Linked DNA regions of Mus musculus: regions 2, 3 and 4 are each linked to region 1. A link is a contact called in public HiChIP or PLAC-seq and promoter capture Hi-C data. All regions are on one chromosome and are shown on one strand. The core of a region is the stretch at or near the end of the contact, and the rest is flanking DNA. Distances in the headings are between cores, read along the strand shown.

Evidence for each region. Promoter capture Hi-C pulls out the DNA fragments that hold promoters and counts their contacts. HiChIP or PLAC-seq counts read pairs in DNA pulled down with a chosen protein or histone mark.
Region 2: a FOXA1 HiChIP or PLAC-seq map of pancreatic cancer cells shows a contact between it and region 1. The contact joins two enhancer-like sites. A contact is called at or near these places in 3 of 39 promoter capture datasets (the C10 cell line, cranial neural crest and liver) and 3 of 115 datasets of contacts at active chromatin or transcription factors (craniofacial prominence, embryonic stem cells and pancreatic cancer cells).
Region 3: a contact with region 1 is called in a promoter capture Hi-C map of liver. The contact joins the promoter of Spen here to the enhancer-like site in region 1. A contact is called at or near these places in 4 of 39 promoter capture datasets (cranial neural crest, frontonasal cranial neural crest, liver and 1 more), 1 of 484 Hi-C or Micro-C datasets (liver), 1 of 115 datasets of contacts at active chromatin or transcription factors (pancreatic cancer cells) and 1 of 9 other capture datasets (adipose tissue).
Region 4: a contact with region 1 is called in a promoter capture Hi-C map of liver. The contact joins two enhancer-like sites. A contact is called at or near these places in 11 of 39 promoter capture datasets (the 3T3-L1 cell line, the C10 cell line, the HPC-7 cell line and 7 more), 3 of 484 Hi-C or Micro-C datasets (B cells, ECoMG myeloid progenitors and nephron progenitors) and 3 of 115 datasets of contacts at active chromatin or transcription factors (all in embryonic stem cells).

Annotation. Positions count from the first base shown.
Region 1 is chr4:141,345,359-141,349,005 of GRCm38.p6, forward strand. No RefSeq gene overlaps it. Among named protein-coding and RNA genes, the nearest start is that of Fam131c, 21 kb to the right of the region's middle. Within about 2 kb of position 2,108, at least 24 of the 459 cell types and tissues checked have an H3K27ac peak or open chromatin away from gene starts, as enhancers often do. A contact at or near this core is called in liver and pancreatic cancer cells, where this site is marked.
Region 2 is chr4:141,573,457-141,577,103 of GRCm38.p6, forward strand. Fblim1 (filamin binding LIM protein 1) reads right to left here. Exons shown (of 9, transcript NM_001163256.1): 9 at 2,606-3,647. Among named protein-coding and RNA genes, the nearest start is that of Fblim1, 25 kb to the right of the region's middle. Within about 2 kb of position 2,110, at least 58 of the 459 cell types and tissues checked have an H3K27ac peak or open chromatin away from gene starts, as enhancers often do. A contact at or near this core is called in pancreatic cancer cells, where this site is marked.
Region 3 is chr4:141,536,495-141,540,141 of GRCm38.p6, forward strand. It overlaps Spen (spen family transcription repressor), which reads right to left and starts at 2,103. Exons shown (of 16, transcript NM_019763.2): 1 at 1,670-2,103. The coding sequence starts at 1,752. Gm4123 (predicted gene 4123) reads left to right here. Exons shown (of 2, transcript NR_166589.1): 2 at 1-923.
Region 4 is chr4:141,174,782-141,178,428 of GRCm38.p6, forward strand. The region is part of intron 3 of Fbxo42 (F-box protein 42); the gene reads left to right. Among named protein-coding and RNA genes, the nearest start is that of Fbxo42, 29 kb to the left of the region's middle. Within about 2 kb of position 1,855, at least 14 of the 459 cell types and tissues checked have an H3K27ac peak or open chromatin away from gene starts, as enhancers often do. A contact at or near this core is called in liver, where this site is marked.

The DNA.
Region 1 (3,647 bases), core at 858-3,357:
CCCATAGCCTCAGCGACACTTGTTACTGCCTGTCGCTTTGGTTGCCGCCATTTTAGTGGGTGTGAAATGGAATTTCGCTGTGGTTTACAATCCCTAGTGACTAATGACATTGTCTTCACTCAGTCTACAATAACAAAAGAATACCACAGATTGGGTGACTCAGATGACAGAAGCAGATTTCTCACACTTGGGACTGCGAGATGGCTCTTTGGGTAAATACGCTTAATGACAAGTCTAATGGGCTGAGTTTGATCGCAGGACTCACACAGAGGAAGGACAGAATTTCCCAAAGGTGTCATCCAGCTTCCACAAGTACACAATAAATAAACAAACATGTATTTTATAAATCTCCTCAGATTTGAAAAGCTATAAGTCCAAGCTGAGGTGGAATTGGAGCTAGCTTTGTGGGGGACCTCTCCCTGGTGTGCATTCAACTGCCTTCTTGCCCGATGTGCCAGTGGTGGTGGGGAGAGGGGCTCGTATACCTTCTTTTGATGTCACTGTAGTTTGGAGATATTTTTTTCCCCTTTGAGCTTTTCTTTTCTTTTTTTTTAAAGATTTATTTATTTATTTATTTATTTATTTATTCATTTATTATATGTAAGTACACTGTAGCTGTCTTCAGATGCACCAGAAGAGGGCATCAGATCTCATTACAGATGGTTGTGAGCCACCATGTGGTTGCTGGGATTTGAACTTCGGACCTTCAGAAGAGCAGTCGGGTGCTCTTACCCACTGAGCCATCTCACCAGACCCCCCTTTGAGCTTTTCAAAACAGGGTTTCTCTCTTAGCAGCTCTGGGTTTCCTGGACTCACTCTGTAGACCAGGCTGGCCTCAAATTCACAGAGATCTGCCTGCCTCTGCCTCCTGGGTGATGGGATTAACAACCTGTCCCACCAAACCCGGCTTGGAGTTAAATTTTCCTGTAGTTGAGAATGATGTTGGTGATCTTGTGTTTCCAGCCCTCCTGCCTCCACCTCCCAAGTGCTGGGAGTATGGGACGGAGCAGTGACACCCTGTTCTCACCTGCCTGTGTTATAGGGCAGTAATTGTAGCCCTGAGGGCCCCCGTTCTCCTTGTGTGTGAATGGTGAATGCCATGCGGGTGTGCAGTAGAGAAGGAACTTCGCGGTTGTGTGTGTGAATTATATCCAGTTGCTTCAGTACAATCTGTTGAAACCTACCCCCCAACACACACACACACACACACACACACACACACACACTCAAACACACACACACACTCAAACACACACAGACACATACACACTAACACACACACATACAAACACACACACAGACACACACTCAAACACACATACACAAACACACACACATTCAAATTCACACAGAGACACACACACACACACAACACACATACACAAATGCACACACAAACACACAGAGACACACACACACATAGACAATTTTCTTAAGGGCTTGCTAACCAGGGCTGGAGAGCTGGCTCGGAGGTTCAAAGCACTTGCTGCTCTTGCAGAGAGAGAACTCAAAGTTCAGGTCCCGGCACCCACGTAGGAGCTCCCAACCATCTGTAACTCCAAGCCCAGGGGACCTGATGCCCTCTTCTGGCCTCTGAGGACACCAGACACACGTGGTACACAGATATCGATGCAGGCAACGCATGAACAGTGTTTTAAAACCGTGAGTCTTGGGCCGACTGGAGAGCTGGCTCGGAGGTTTGGAGCTTGTGTTGTTCTTTCCGAGGACCTGGGTTCAGTTGCCAGCATCTACTTGGTGGTTCATAACCATCCATTAGCTTCAATTCTAGGGGGTCTCATACCTTCTTCTGGCCTCTGGGGGGACAGGGCATGCATGTGGTACACATATATACCTAGAGACAAAATTTTCACTTATGTAAAATAAAATAAGTAAATTAAAAACAAACAAACAAACAAACAAACAAACAAACAAACAAACTGGGATTTAGGTTTTCCTCAGCAGAGATGTGGGGCCCCGAGACAGTTCTGTTACTGGAAAGCCCCATTTGAAACGATTACCTCACACTAGTCTGTCCTTACCTTTGCCCAGCTTACACCTCAGCCCCCACGTGGCCTCTATGTAACCACTTCTGGCTCCTTAGTCTCTAAGCCCTACACGTGACTATGTCAAGGACAAGCCATTCCAACTGAAGGCCCCTGGGGAGCCCTCTGCTCTACAGTCTGCTGTCTCGCTCAGTGCCAGGCACTCACTTGGTGCCACGTGTAAACCAGGCTCCGCACGGGAATTCAGTGGTGAATGACACAGGCTGCCCCTGACCCCACACACATACCAGGAAGATAACAGACCGGAAGCTATAAGCCATCATGGTCAGGGTTGAGAAACCTAGCAACCAGGAGCCTAACAGGGAAAGCTTCCTGGAGGAAGCAAATTAAAGCTGAGGTTGCAAGAATGAGGAACAGGCATCAGGCAAAACAGGGCTGGAGGAGGGAGGAGGTGGTCCAGGCAAAGGGACCAGCATTTGTCAATGAATGGCGGAGAGAAGGTGGCTCGGGTTGGGGAAGGCACAGGAGAGGGTCTGTACTCTGTCAAGCTTTAGGAATCCCACTTTCTTCTTCTAGACCGGAGTGGGTGGAGGACCTGGGCTCCAAGGAAATCTAGCTCCCTTGATCTCTACACTGGGGCCTTCCTTTCTGGAAAGGTCACAGTCTTTGGCTCACACCTGGGTCCCGTAGCTAGACTCCTTCCTTCCCTCTGGCCCAGGGCACAGCGGAGGACACCACATCCCCCTGCAGGATTTAGAGCTGAAAGAACTTATAGAAAGGTTTCTTCCTCCACCTCCCCCGCCAGAGCGTCCTCATCCTGCAACAAAGACGACGAGCCCTGAGGCTCTGCCTGGCTTTCCTGTGGCACCTCCACTCCGTCCTGTTTGCCTTGGACATGGGCCCCGAGCTGGGAACAAGGAGGGACACGGAGGAAGGACATAGCCCTGAACCCTGATCTCTCAGCAAAGATCTCCGCCATACTGCTTCCCCAGTCAGGAGTCTGGTGAGTGAAGACCTATGAGACCCACCTGAACCTTCGTCTGCTCTTCAGTCCAGCCCAGAGTCATCTTGGGCTAACTTCTCAGGGGCATTGTCAAGAAGGGGAGGCCAGACTTCCACCTGTCTACTCCAGGACTCGAGAGGCAGAGCCAGATGGGGAGCCAGCTAGCAATCATTTATCTCACTTAACTGCATCCTGCCCATTGTGCGGATGGAAAAACTAAGGTGCAGATTGTAAGACAAAAGAGGCAGAGGCAAAACAGAGCCAGATCTCCAGACTCTGAACCTTCTGTTCGGTTCTTTCCTCAGCTTCTCAATGCTCGCAGACGTCTGCCATAGGAACCCGGGGGGTGGAGTGGGGGACTGGCAGGAGTGTCACATCTCATGTTTAGTCTTTGGTGGCCAGGGACTGGCAGGTGCTGTAGGAACGGCTCTCTTGTCTCAGATCCTGGAAATGGGCCTCCTGGCAGCCATGGAGATTAAGGTCCCTCCCAGGCCCCGTCATGCTTCACTGGAGGTTGACACTTCCCTGGCTCCCAGCTCCAAAAACATCAACGAAATGGGACCCAACAGAACAGGCCTTGTTTGGTCGTAAGGACCAGGTCCGCGCCTTGCAGGTTCCACTGTTGCTTGGAACTCAGGGAA
Region 2 (3,647 bases), core at 860-3,359, 230 kb after region 1:
ATAAGGAAGGAAAAGCTGGGTGGGAGTTGTCCTCGGCTCCAAGAGCAGCCACACGGCACAGTTTAGAACAGCTATGGAGAAATCTGTGTGCTAACAGATATCAGTTTCTCCACAAGGGGAAGGTGTTGGGAAACCTACCGAGACAGGACAGGATTTTTACCCACCTGCCTTTTACAGAGCTATAAAACAGCTTCCAGACAAGGGGAAAAGCTGGGATCCAGCCACCAGCAAGAAGAATGTGCTGTGTGGACAGCTCATAGCTTTTGACCAAGGCCCAGGCATTTTCCACACAAGGCAGGTCATGAAAGGGTTCAGTCCACAGTCCAGCCTCTGAGAAGTGTGATTCACACACACCGGATGCCAGGCCTTTTCTTGGGGAGCAGAGGACATTGCAAAACACTCTAAAGTTCAAGGGCTGGGCTAAGCTCTTTCAAGGACCGAACACATCAAATGCTTCCCTTCTCAGGGCTGAGAATATGGTTTTGTAATGTCCAGCTGCTGCAGCAACACACACATGTGTGTGCGTGCACGCTCACAGACACAGACACACACACAGGCATGTGCACAGGCACACACACGCACACACACACATACGGTTAGTGAGATGGATCAGAGGTGAAGGCAGTTGGCACCAAGTCTTAAGATTGCCAGAATTCATTGGCGGAAGGAGAGAACTGCAGGTTGTACACACACACACACACACACACACACATGTAGGAACAATTGAGCTGTGGCATGCAGTTACTCCTCCACAGAAATAAATAAATGCAAAGAAAAAGGCTTTGTGGGGCTGGAGAGATGGCTCACTGGTTAAGAACACTGACTCTTCTTCCAGAGGACCCAGGTTCGATTCCCAGCACCCACTTGGTAGCTCACAATGTCCTGTAACTCTAGTGCCAGGTGCCCTGGTATCCTCTTCTGGTTTCTCAAAGCACAAGGTGCACAGATATGCTTGCAGGCATACCTATAAAATAAAAACAAATTAAAAATATATAAACAAATGACCTTCAGGTTTTTGTCCATTTATTTATTTGTTTGTTTAGGTGTTGAGAAACATTGGTCTCATGCATTCCAGGCTGACCTCGAGATTTCTACAATGAGAGTGAAGTTCTGGTCCTCCCGCCTCCTCTCCCTAGTGCTAGACCACACTCAGGCACTTCCACTCCTGATTTATGCAGTGCTGGGGAATCGAACTCTGAACTCTGGCTGTCAGGCGTTGTGGCAAGAGCTTTTGCCCACTGAGCCATCTTGCAGGCCCTTCTTGTTTGTTTTTTGAGACAGGGTTTCACAATGCACCCGCGGTTATCCTGGAATCTACTCTGTAGACCAGGTTGGTCCCGAATTCACAGAGGTCTGCCTGCCTCTGCCTCCCCTGAGATTAAAGGTGTAGGCCACCACCGCCCCAGCTTGTCTGTTTTTGAGACATGGTCTCTCTGCGTATTACAGGGTGGCCTTGTACTCTAAGCAATCCTCCGTCCTCTGCGCCCCCGACCCCCCATTTCTGGAATTACAGGTGTGTGCCACACACCCTATACCTCTTTATATCCGTTCCAGACGGGGTCTCAAAGTACCTCAGGCCAACCTGGTACTTACTATGTCCTCAAAGATAACTTTAAACTTTGGCTCCTCCTGCCTCCACTTCCTTCCGGTACTTCTGGCATGCACAGGCCTGCTCAGCCATCACCTGGTCCCCTCTGAAGGTCTTTCTGGTTGAATAGGCAGCAACAGGCTCTACATGCTAGTGAGGTCATACTCCAAGCACCTGGGTGTGGCCTCAGGCGAGAGGGACCCTGGCACAGGGCCATGGGCAAGTTCAGCGCTCCCCAGCAACTCCTGATGGTCCTTTGTTCAGAGTCCAAGTTCCCAGGTCTCATTCTTGAATTTCCGGGCATCCCCTCCAAACAGGTGACAGTTTGGGCCAGCGACTGGCTTAATCTCCGGCCGCAGGTCTCCTTTCGAGAGGCCGCATTCCTGAGACAGGTGGAAAAGTTTCATGACCACGTCACTCTTTTGGGATGTTTTCTCTCTCCGAAATATGAGCATTGAGAACCCTACGCGTTGAGAAGCTGGTGAGAAGCCAGAGAACCTTGGCTCCGGGTATCAACTCGCTGGCTCATGCTGCCCCCTAGCGGCTGAACGCCACATCTGCCTTGACGCAGCCCAGAACCTGCAACTTGCAAACTACTGCCTAGTTTCCCAGGACCCCTAAGCGGGGTAATGCATGTCCCCTCACAGGAGTCCCAATGCACGTCACCACTTTATCAGCTTCCCTTTAATTAATTCATATATGTATATATTTATATAATTTGGTGCTGGGGACAGAAGCCAGTCAAGTACATACATGCTAAGTGTATTCAAATCACTGCGACACCCCCCACCCCCAGTTACCCATATATTTAAAACGAAGCCTCATGAGGCTCTGGGTTCGATTCCTAGAATTCCAGAATATAGGAGTTGGAGACAAGGGATATGAAGTCAAGGCAATCCAGGACGATATAGTTAGTTCAAGGTCAGCCTGGGATACTCAGGACACTATCTCACTGAAACAAAACCCCCAAATAAAAACAACCAACTCCCCCCACCCCAGACAAAAACAAGACACAAGGAAAGAACATATGTTTATTTTTTTCTGTGTGCAACTTAGAAGTTACAAAGCACAAAAATGATTTTTTTTCTACTTTACATTTTATCTCTATTAGATGTGTGTGCACAAACGTGTATCTTGGTATGCAGGTGTAAACCAGAGGACAACTTATAGAATTGGCTCTCTCCTTCACTGTGGGTCCCAGAGACAGGACTCCGGCCATCAGACTTGGAAGCCAGCACCTCTACCAGCTGAATCATCTTGCCTGCCTTAAAGTGAATTTCCTTAAGAGGGAGAATGTTCTAGGTGTGGCTTCACAGAGACAGTGGTTACGGGCAGCCTAGCAGCAAAGCTGAAGTGGAGGCTGGGTGGCACACATGGGAGACCAAAGAGATGTGACTTCTTTCCCTAGCCTCTTTGGTGTGTGTGTGTGTGTGTGTGTGTGCGCGCGTGCGCGCACTTGTAGAGGCCAGAGCCCCAGTAAAGTCTGGAGGAAGGAGGCTCAGCCTCGAACTTGTTCCTTAGCAAATCAAAGGCTCTTAATCCAGGTCTGGGAGCCCCTCACAGGAGCTCACAGGGTGTGGAAGCAAGCAGAGGCACGTGACCATCCTCCCTCCCATCCTGAGCCCAGCTCAGCACGGATTCTACAGGAAGGAAGGCTGGGTCGCCGCTACCTCACGTTCTATGCACTTATGATTTATTATTATTTTCTGAGACAAATCTCTGAATGTGGCCAAAACTGATTGGGAATTCTATGAAGTCTAAGCAGGTCGCAAGCTTCTGGCAATTTCCCCCAGCACTGGGATCACAGATTTGCACCACCAAACCCCAGTAGTTTGTGCATTTTAAGATTGTAGCTGTGGCTGCCTTCAAATGCAGAGATCCATGTGTCTCTGCCTCCCAAGTACTGAGATTAAAGGTGTTTGCCATTAGACATGGCTAAATTGTTTTTTTTTTTTTAATGTATGTGTGTGTGCCTGAGTGTAAGCGTGTACACCACATGCATTAAGGTTCCAAGGAGGCCAGCAGAGGGCGCCAGCTCTCCGGAAACTGGAGTTGCAGG
Region 3 (3,647 bases), core at 853-3,352, 190 kb after region 1:
CTCCTCCCTCGCTGCTCTCCCTCTCCCTCGGCTTGCACAGGGGGTCAAACTCCAGGTCTGAGGCAAGCCGTGCCTCTGAAATCTGCATGATGTAAAATGTCAAGTCTGACCACCCAACACAGGAGCAGAGCGAATGAGGCGATGCACGTGTTTGCACGTCGGGTGCGTATCAATTTCCCATGCAGAGACCCATGGAAGAGCCACTGGGCGATTTAAAGGAGGTACAGCGCAGAGGGGTTTCCACTCCAGAACCTAAGAAAGCGGAGTGCTATCTTCTCCACGCTGAGGACCTGCTACTAGAGGGCAGAGACCCGAGCCGAGGGGTGGAGCAGCACGGGCAGAGAAAGTTCCCATCTGCTGGCGCTCCAGCTGCTGCAGTCCCCTTTCATCCCCGGGCACCCCGGCCAACACTCCATCTCCGGACCTCCCCCTCTCCCGTGTCTCAGACACAACGTAGTAAACACCCGGAGTCCCAGGCAGCGCGCACCTCCCCCAGGCCTGCGGAGGACATCCCGGCAGGTTATGAATGGCCTCACTATACCCAGCTCCTTTTCACACGCGGGCACGCGCACACGCGCGCCCCGGAGGCGAAGATTTAATACCCCCGGTCAGAGCAACGGCCAACAGAATCAATGGCCCTCCATCAGAGAGAGAGAAAGGAAGGCGCTCACGCTTCCCAGGCCTCACCAAAGAGGTTCTAGACCGGGCGACACAACCCATTTTCCCAGGTTGACTCTAATGTGAGGACGTTCCTTCTCCTAATTATATTCCCTGCACCGACTGGATAGTGGGAATTCAGAGTACGCCCAACTTGGAACCTTCCAGGGTATTGGATATCAGGAGAAGTGAATTTCCACAGGCGATCGCAGATTTGCTACGTTCTTTCTCAATGTGCGGAAAGTATGAATAAATTCTCATTGTAAGTGGGGTTGCATGCTGAGGCCTCTACCAGTTACCCGGACACGCGTTTCTGGGAGCAAATAAGCGCTAAATGCTACCAACGGGTATGAAAAGCAGCATTTACTTCTTTTCCTTCCACAAGCAAAAAGTATTTAGAGAAACCGAAAAGTCATACCTAATCGCTAAAATTTTGCACTTTTTGGCTACTTCACTAACGAATTCGAGGTGAAGGGTCTATTGTAAAAAAAAAAAAAACAACAAACAAACAAAAACAAAAAAAAAAAACGCTCGGTCACCAGCGCGGCGCGGGAATGCATCCGCAGCGCCAAGCTTGGCGTTCGCGCTCCCTTCCCCGCGAGCTCCGGGACACGGGCAGCCCATTTAGCCGCCGCCGAGCGCCAGGCAGCCCGCTCCGCCCAGCCGCGCAGAGAGCTGAAGCATCCGCCGCTGCACGAATCTCCGGAGAGCGGCCACTGCTCCGGGTGCCTGCCACCTCCCGGTGCCGCACGATGCCAAGCGCGGCTGCGGCGTCCGCACAGCCCGGGCTCTGCGGGCGCTCGGGGCCCCGGCCAGTCGCGCTGGACTGCGAGGCGGCGCGCAAAAAGGCGATCCCGCAGCCCCCCAGCGCTCCCGCTCCTTCGGTGGCCGCACAGCAGCCGCCCGCCCAGAGCGCCGGAGCCAGCCGCGCGTCGCCGCTCTGCCGGTGGCCAGCAACGGGCCGGAGAGGCGCCCGAGGTGCCAGCGCGGCTCCGGGCCTCGTGTCACTCACCGTTTGAAATGCTCGATGATCTTCTCTTCCCGCACGTTCTCCGGTAAGTTTCCCACCCAGAGGTGCCTGGTTTCCCGGACCATGCTGGGCGGTGTGCCGGCGACCGCGGTGGCTGGCTCCCCCTCGCCGGCTTCGTACGCGGCCGTCAGCGCAGGGAGGCGGGCGCCGGGGCGGCGGCGGCGGCGGCTGCGGCGGTGGCGTCGGCAGCGGCGGCGGCTCCTCCGGCTCCCCCCGGTGCAGAGACCATCCCTCTCCCCCAGGTTCTGACTCTCGGGCCTCGCAGCTCCGCTCTGCCGCCACCAAACACCCGAAGCCGACCCTCGCGCTCCGGCGGCGCATGCGCGCGGGCGGCGGCGGGCGGGGGAGCGGGAGGAGGGGCGAGCGAGACCCGGGCGGCCGCGACTACGACGGAGCCGGCGCTGTGGCTGCCGGACGCTTCCCACCGGCGCGCGCGGCCCGCCTCCCGCCGCCTGGCCACCGCCCCCTGGCCGCGGGCGCGCGCGCGTCCTCCCGCCCCGACGCGGAGGGCCTCCCAGCCGGCGCGCAGGCGCGCGGAGCTCGGAAGGGGGAGGAATGCGGAGCCGGGAAGCGGCGCCCGCGCAGTCAGCTTAGTGCGCAGGCGCGCCGGAGGCCGGGAGGCCGGCCGCCGGAGGCGTCGGGGTGGGGGAGGATGGGGCCGCTTCTGCCTGCGGTCAGGCGTTGCTCTGGGGAAACACAAGAGAACCCGGTTAGTTTCCACGCCAAGAGGTTTCTAGAGGCCAAAGTCCCTATGCCTGTCTGCCCTACGGCCCGCCCCTGACCATTTCCGGACGCCTAGATTCCCCGCCTGCTTGGGAAAGTGGTCGGGACCAGGCCACCCTTTTCACCGCCCAGACAAGGGACCAGCGCTGCAGAGAAACCCATCCCTCCCAAGAATCATTGGCTTGTAACATTAAGCAACTTTTTATATAGGAGCTTGCGAAACCTTCTGCAAGATGTCTTTGCTCATGATTACAGTACACACAAGAATTAAAGCTGAAAGGATACAGACATTCCATACTGTTTCCCCTCGGAAGGTTTGGAATAGTTGGTTTTTTAAACAGAGAGTATTAGACCTCCGGCCCTTCCAGACTTTTGAAACTGGCAGTTGACCTTTCATGTAAGGCCGGCTTTCAGAAAGATAAAACCGCAAAAGGCCACTGTGGAGTAACAGAAAAAAAAAATCTTAACTCATTAAAACCGTCAGCAACTCATACTTTAATTTTTCATACACAAAAATAAAATGGTGCTTCGGGTACAGCCTACACTTTTTGTTTCGTTGTGCCCTTAGGGTCTACAAAGTGTGCAGTACACACAAATTAGGGTTCTACCTAAGGACCTCGCCCGCGTCCAACAAGGTGTGTTAATATATCACTAGGCTACATTCCCAGTTCTTGGTAGTGTTTTCTTTGTTTGGCTTAATTTGAAAGGGTCTTCCAGAGCCACTGTTTATATTTTTGAGAAAGGGTCTTATATAGCTCAGGCTAGTCTCACACTTCTAGTTTTGTGCCCACCTCTCAGGACTGAGACTGTAGACCTCGGCTACCATATAACTTCACCAACCGAACAGGCAGTATTTTGAATTGGAAAAAAATCATAAATAATAGCAATAATATTTGGGGTCACATAATTGTTTCTTTTGTTCCATAAAAAGTACTAGGGTTTATTTTTTATTATTTGTTCATTTTAGTCTGCCATATAGCCTAAGTTTATATGTATATAATATATCTTGATATATATATGTGTGTGTGTGTGTCTGTATATATGTATATATATATATATATATATCTTGATATATATGTGTGTGTGTGTCTGTATATATGTATATATATATATACATATATATCTTGAGATATGTGTGTGTGTGTGTGTGTGTGTGTGTGTGTGTGTAGTTGAAGCTGGAGTTAGGGATGGTTATGAGCATCATGTGCTAGCAACCAAACCTAGATCCCCTGCAAGA
Region 4 (3,647 bases), core at 605-3,104, 170 kb before region 1:
ACATCATCCTTACATCTCCTTCTGGTCCCAGCCCCTTTCCCCTAGCCCCATTCACACTTTGAACAATTTAGACAGGGTCAGAAGTTCAAATCTAGCCACTTAGGCAGATGGGACTTCTACTCAGCAAAGATACTGGCAGAATTGTTTTAGTATACCAGTGTTATTCTTTCTCAAATAGTTGTTATTCATCTGACAGAATTATGCTTTTCTCAGGAAGAGAACTGAGGGTGCCAGGACTGTACATGGTCTGTGACCCTGTGGCAGGCCTGGCCAGCACACCATACATCCTTTGAGTGTTTGGGAGGCAGCGCCCTTAGTTAAGTTCTGGTTTGTTTCTTGATGTCTCCAAAGCAGATCTACTAGTGAATCCTTCAAGTCTATTTGAGTATCTCCTCCATCAGTATTAACAGATTTTAATAATTGTCAAGATTTGTAGGCTTAAACAGCAACAAATATGGTTTATCAGGGAAAGGTACCTACCAACAAGCCTAAAAGCCAAAGTTCAATTACTAGGACCCACACAACAGAGAGAACCAACTCCTGAAAATTATCCAACTTCCACATATGTGCCATGATGCACACACACACCTGGAAAAAACAAAACAAAACAAAACTTAAAAAGCCATAGGCATAATAAATATATGTCAAGCACAAGATCTTTCCTATGTTAAAAGCCAGGGACACTCTTGACTCTAGCTGCATATGTATCAAAAGATGGCCTAGTTGGCCATCACTGGAAAGAGAGGCCCATTGGACTTGCAAACTTCCCAGTACAGGGGAATGCCAGGGCCAAAAAGTGGGAGTGGGTGGGTAGGGGAGTGAGGGGGAGGGTATGGGGGACTTTTGGGATAGCATTGGAAATGTAAATGAGGAAAATACCTAATAAAAAAATTAAAAAAAAAAAAAGCCAGGGACAGAAAAGGCAGGTGAAGTTTCACTTGGTGAATGTCTGCAAGCCTAATCATGACAGCCTTGGTAAATGGCGGATACTCTTGTCAGATTACTATAGCCAATTCCCAACATTGTAAGCCTTGAAGTGTTTAGGATTCTCATACAGTCAGGTAGTTCCACACACTGCTGATCTGGCTCCTGCGGGAGCCTGCATGCCCAGGCTGGATTCCCACCCTTGGCTGTCTTGAGTTATGTAATTACAGGCCTTATCAAATATGTTCCAGCTTGTAGCTGGGAGACACATGACAGCATCGCTTCTTCCAGCATGGGATAAACGCCTCAGGGCCTTTCCCTGGTGACAGTAGGGAGTTTAACATCTGAACGTCTGAACGTTAAAAGAGTGTGCAGCTCACCCAGGGACCATTGGGGACTGCTCAGACACTGTAGAAATCCAGATTCCTGAAAATCTTGCACCTAAGATGATTGTAGTTCAGTAGAAAACTATTGTGGTCTGTGGAGAACTGTTGGCTTTGCCTGGATAGTGTTGGCGACTTGAGATAAGTGTCTTTGTTATAGTTGTTCGTGTACAAGTTTGGGAATTTAACAGGTGGGATACACAGGTTCTACAATCTTAGTGCAGTACTCACACTGCTGTGAGCTCTGACTGTGCGACATTCCAGGGGTCTGGATGTTGTGGAAGGAAAACCTACTTGGGTGGAGAACTTGAGAAAACAGCAAGGTTGGGAAGGACTGAGACCTGCTCACTGTCCTCATCTCGTGGGGCGTTCCCGCTGCTGTCACCACACAGTCTCATCCAAGCAGGCAGTAAGCAGAGTGATTGGGGTGCTTGCTAGACTGTTGGGATGTCTATTTTCTTTCTGAATTTTGAGATAGAGTCTTGCTATGTAGCCTCGGCTGGCCTGGAACTCATTCTTTGCACTGTTGTCCTTGAGCTTATTGACTAAGCGTGCTTCCTGTCCAGTAGTGTGATGTGCTCTCGCTCTGTTAGATCTGAGTTCTGAACATTGTGTTCCAGATTGATGCTTTCTTTTCTCTCTAGCTTCACCGGTCACTGAAACTCAGCTCTGTCACTCGTGTTTCAGTACCTTACTGTCGGCCCTGTTTCCTGCTTCAGAAACCTTTGTTTGTTCAGAGAGAAGCAGGAAAGTGCAGCCTGCACTATTTTAGTATAGGATTAAAATACATGTGAAGGACCTCATGGGGCCCAACTGGCTGGGTTTTCAGTCCAAAAAGAGGAGAAGAATGTTTGCTATCTCTTTGAAAAATAAAGGCACTCTGCTCTTTTGATACATGAGGGAAGCTGCTACGAAGAGTCTGTGTAGACGAAGGCGACATAAGCTGGACTTTACAATCCTATAAGGAGATCAGGGACTTGCAGCATCATTTATTTTACATACTGCCGTGTGGTTCCTGGGTCATCGGGCCTGACAGCAAGCACCTTTGCCCACTGAGCTGGCCTGGACTCACTTTTCCAGGTGCCACTGTAATGAAGAGCAGTTTACACTTCAGACGCTCTAGAGGACTGTCAGTCAGGTAGTTCTCTCAGTGGCTCTGTCACTGGAGTTACTTGTCTATCCCGAGTCTGCCACAAGCCAGGTGGGTAAGCCATACCCGTCTCCTCCTAGTGCTCAAGAGGTCACCACAAGCTCAAGGCAAGCTGTGCAGTGAGACCAAGATAACCTGGAGCTGCTGAGTGTCCCTAATGGAAATGGAGGTGTTGCACTGGGAGTTACCCTCTTCCCTCTCAAGCCTTTAACTTAACCGCTGGTTATTTGTAGTTCTTAACAAATGTGAGCAATGGAACTTTAGTAGACTCTTACTTTTTACTCTATTTATTTATATTTTATTTTGGGATAGGAGCTCACGCTGTGAGCTGGAACTTGCTTTGTAGAACATGCTAGACTCTATTTTTAAAATAGACTGCCTGCCTGCCTGCCTGCCTGCCTGCCTGCCTGCCTGCCTGCCTGCCTGCCTGCCTTCCTTCCTTCCTTCCTTCCTTCCTTCCTTCCTTCCTTCCTTCCTTCCTTCCTTCCTTCCTTCCTTCCTTCCTTCCTTCCTTTCTTCCTTCCTTCCTTCCTTTCTTCAGAAAAGATGGATTGATTGATTATATGTAAATACACTGTAGCTATCTTCAGACACTCCAGAGGAGGGCATCAGATTTCCTTATGGGTGGTTGTGAGCCACCGTGTGGTTGCTGGGATTTGAACTCAGGACCTTTGGAAGAGTAGCTAGTACTCTTAACCGCTGAGCCATCTTTCTAGCCCTCTAAAATAGACTTTCTTGTTGTGAAGACAAAGTAACTCATTTAGCATAGATTCAAAATTATTATTATAAGATTTTAAATTTTTATTGTGTATGTATGGTGTTTCCCTGCATGTATGTCTTTGCATCATGTGCACTCAGTGCCCTCGGAAGCCAGAAGAGGCTATCAGATTCTTGGAACTGGAGTTACAGATGTTATAAACCTCCGTGTGGGTGCTAGGAATTGAACCCTAGTCCTCTGGAAGAACACCCGGTGCTTTTAAATATTCTTTTTTTTAATGTAGAGTGCTCTGCTGCATGTCAGAAGAGGGCATCAGATCCCTTTATAGATGGTTGTAAGCCACTGTGTGGTTGCTGAGAATTGAACTCGTGACCTCTGGATGAACCGCCAGTGCTCTTAATTGCTGATCCATTTCACCAGCCTCAGAAGGTAGTATTTAAAGGCTGGCTGGGCATGGTGGTGCACACTTTTA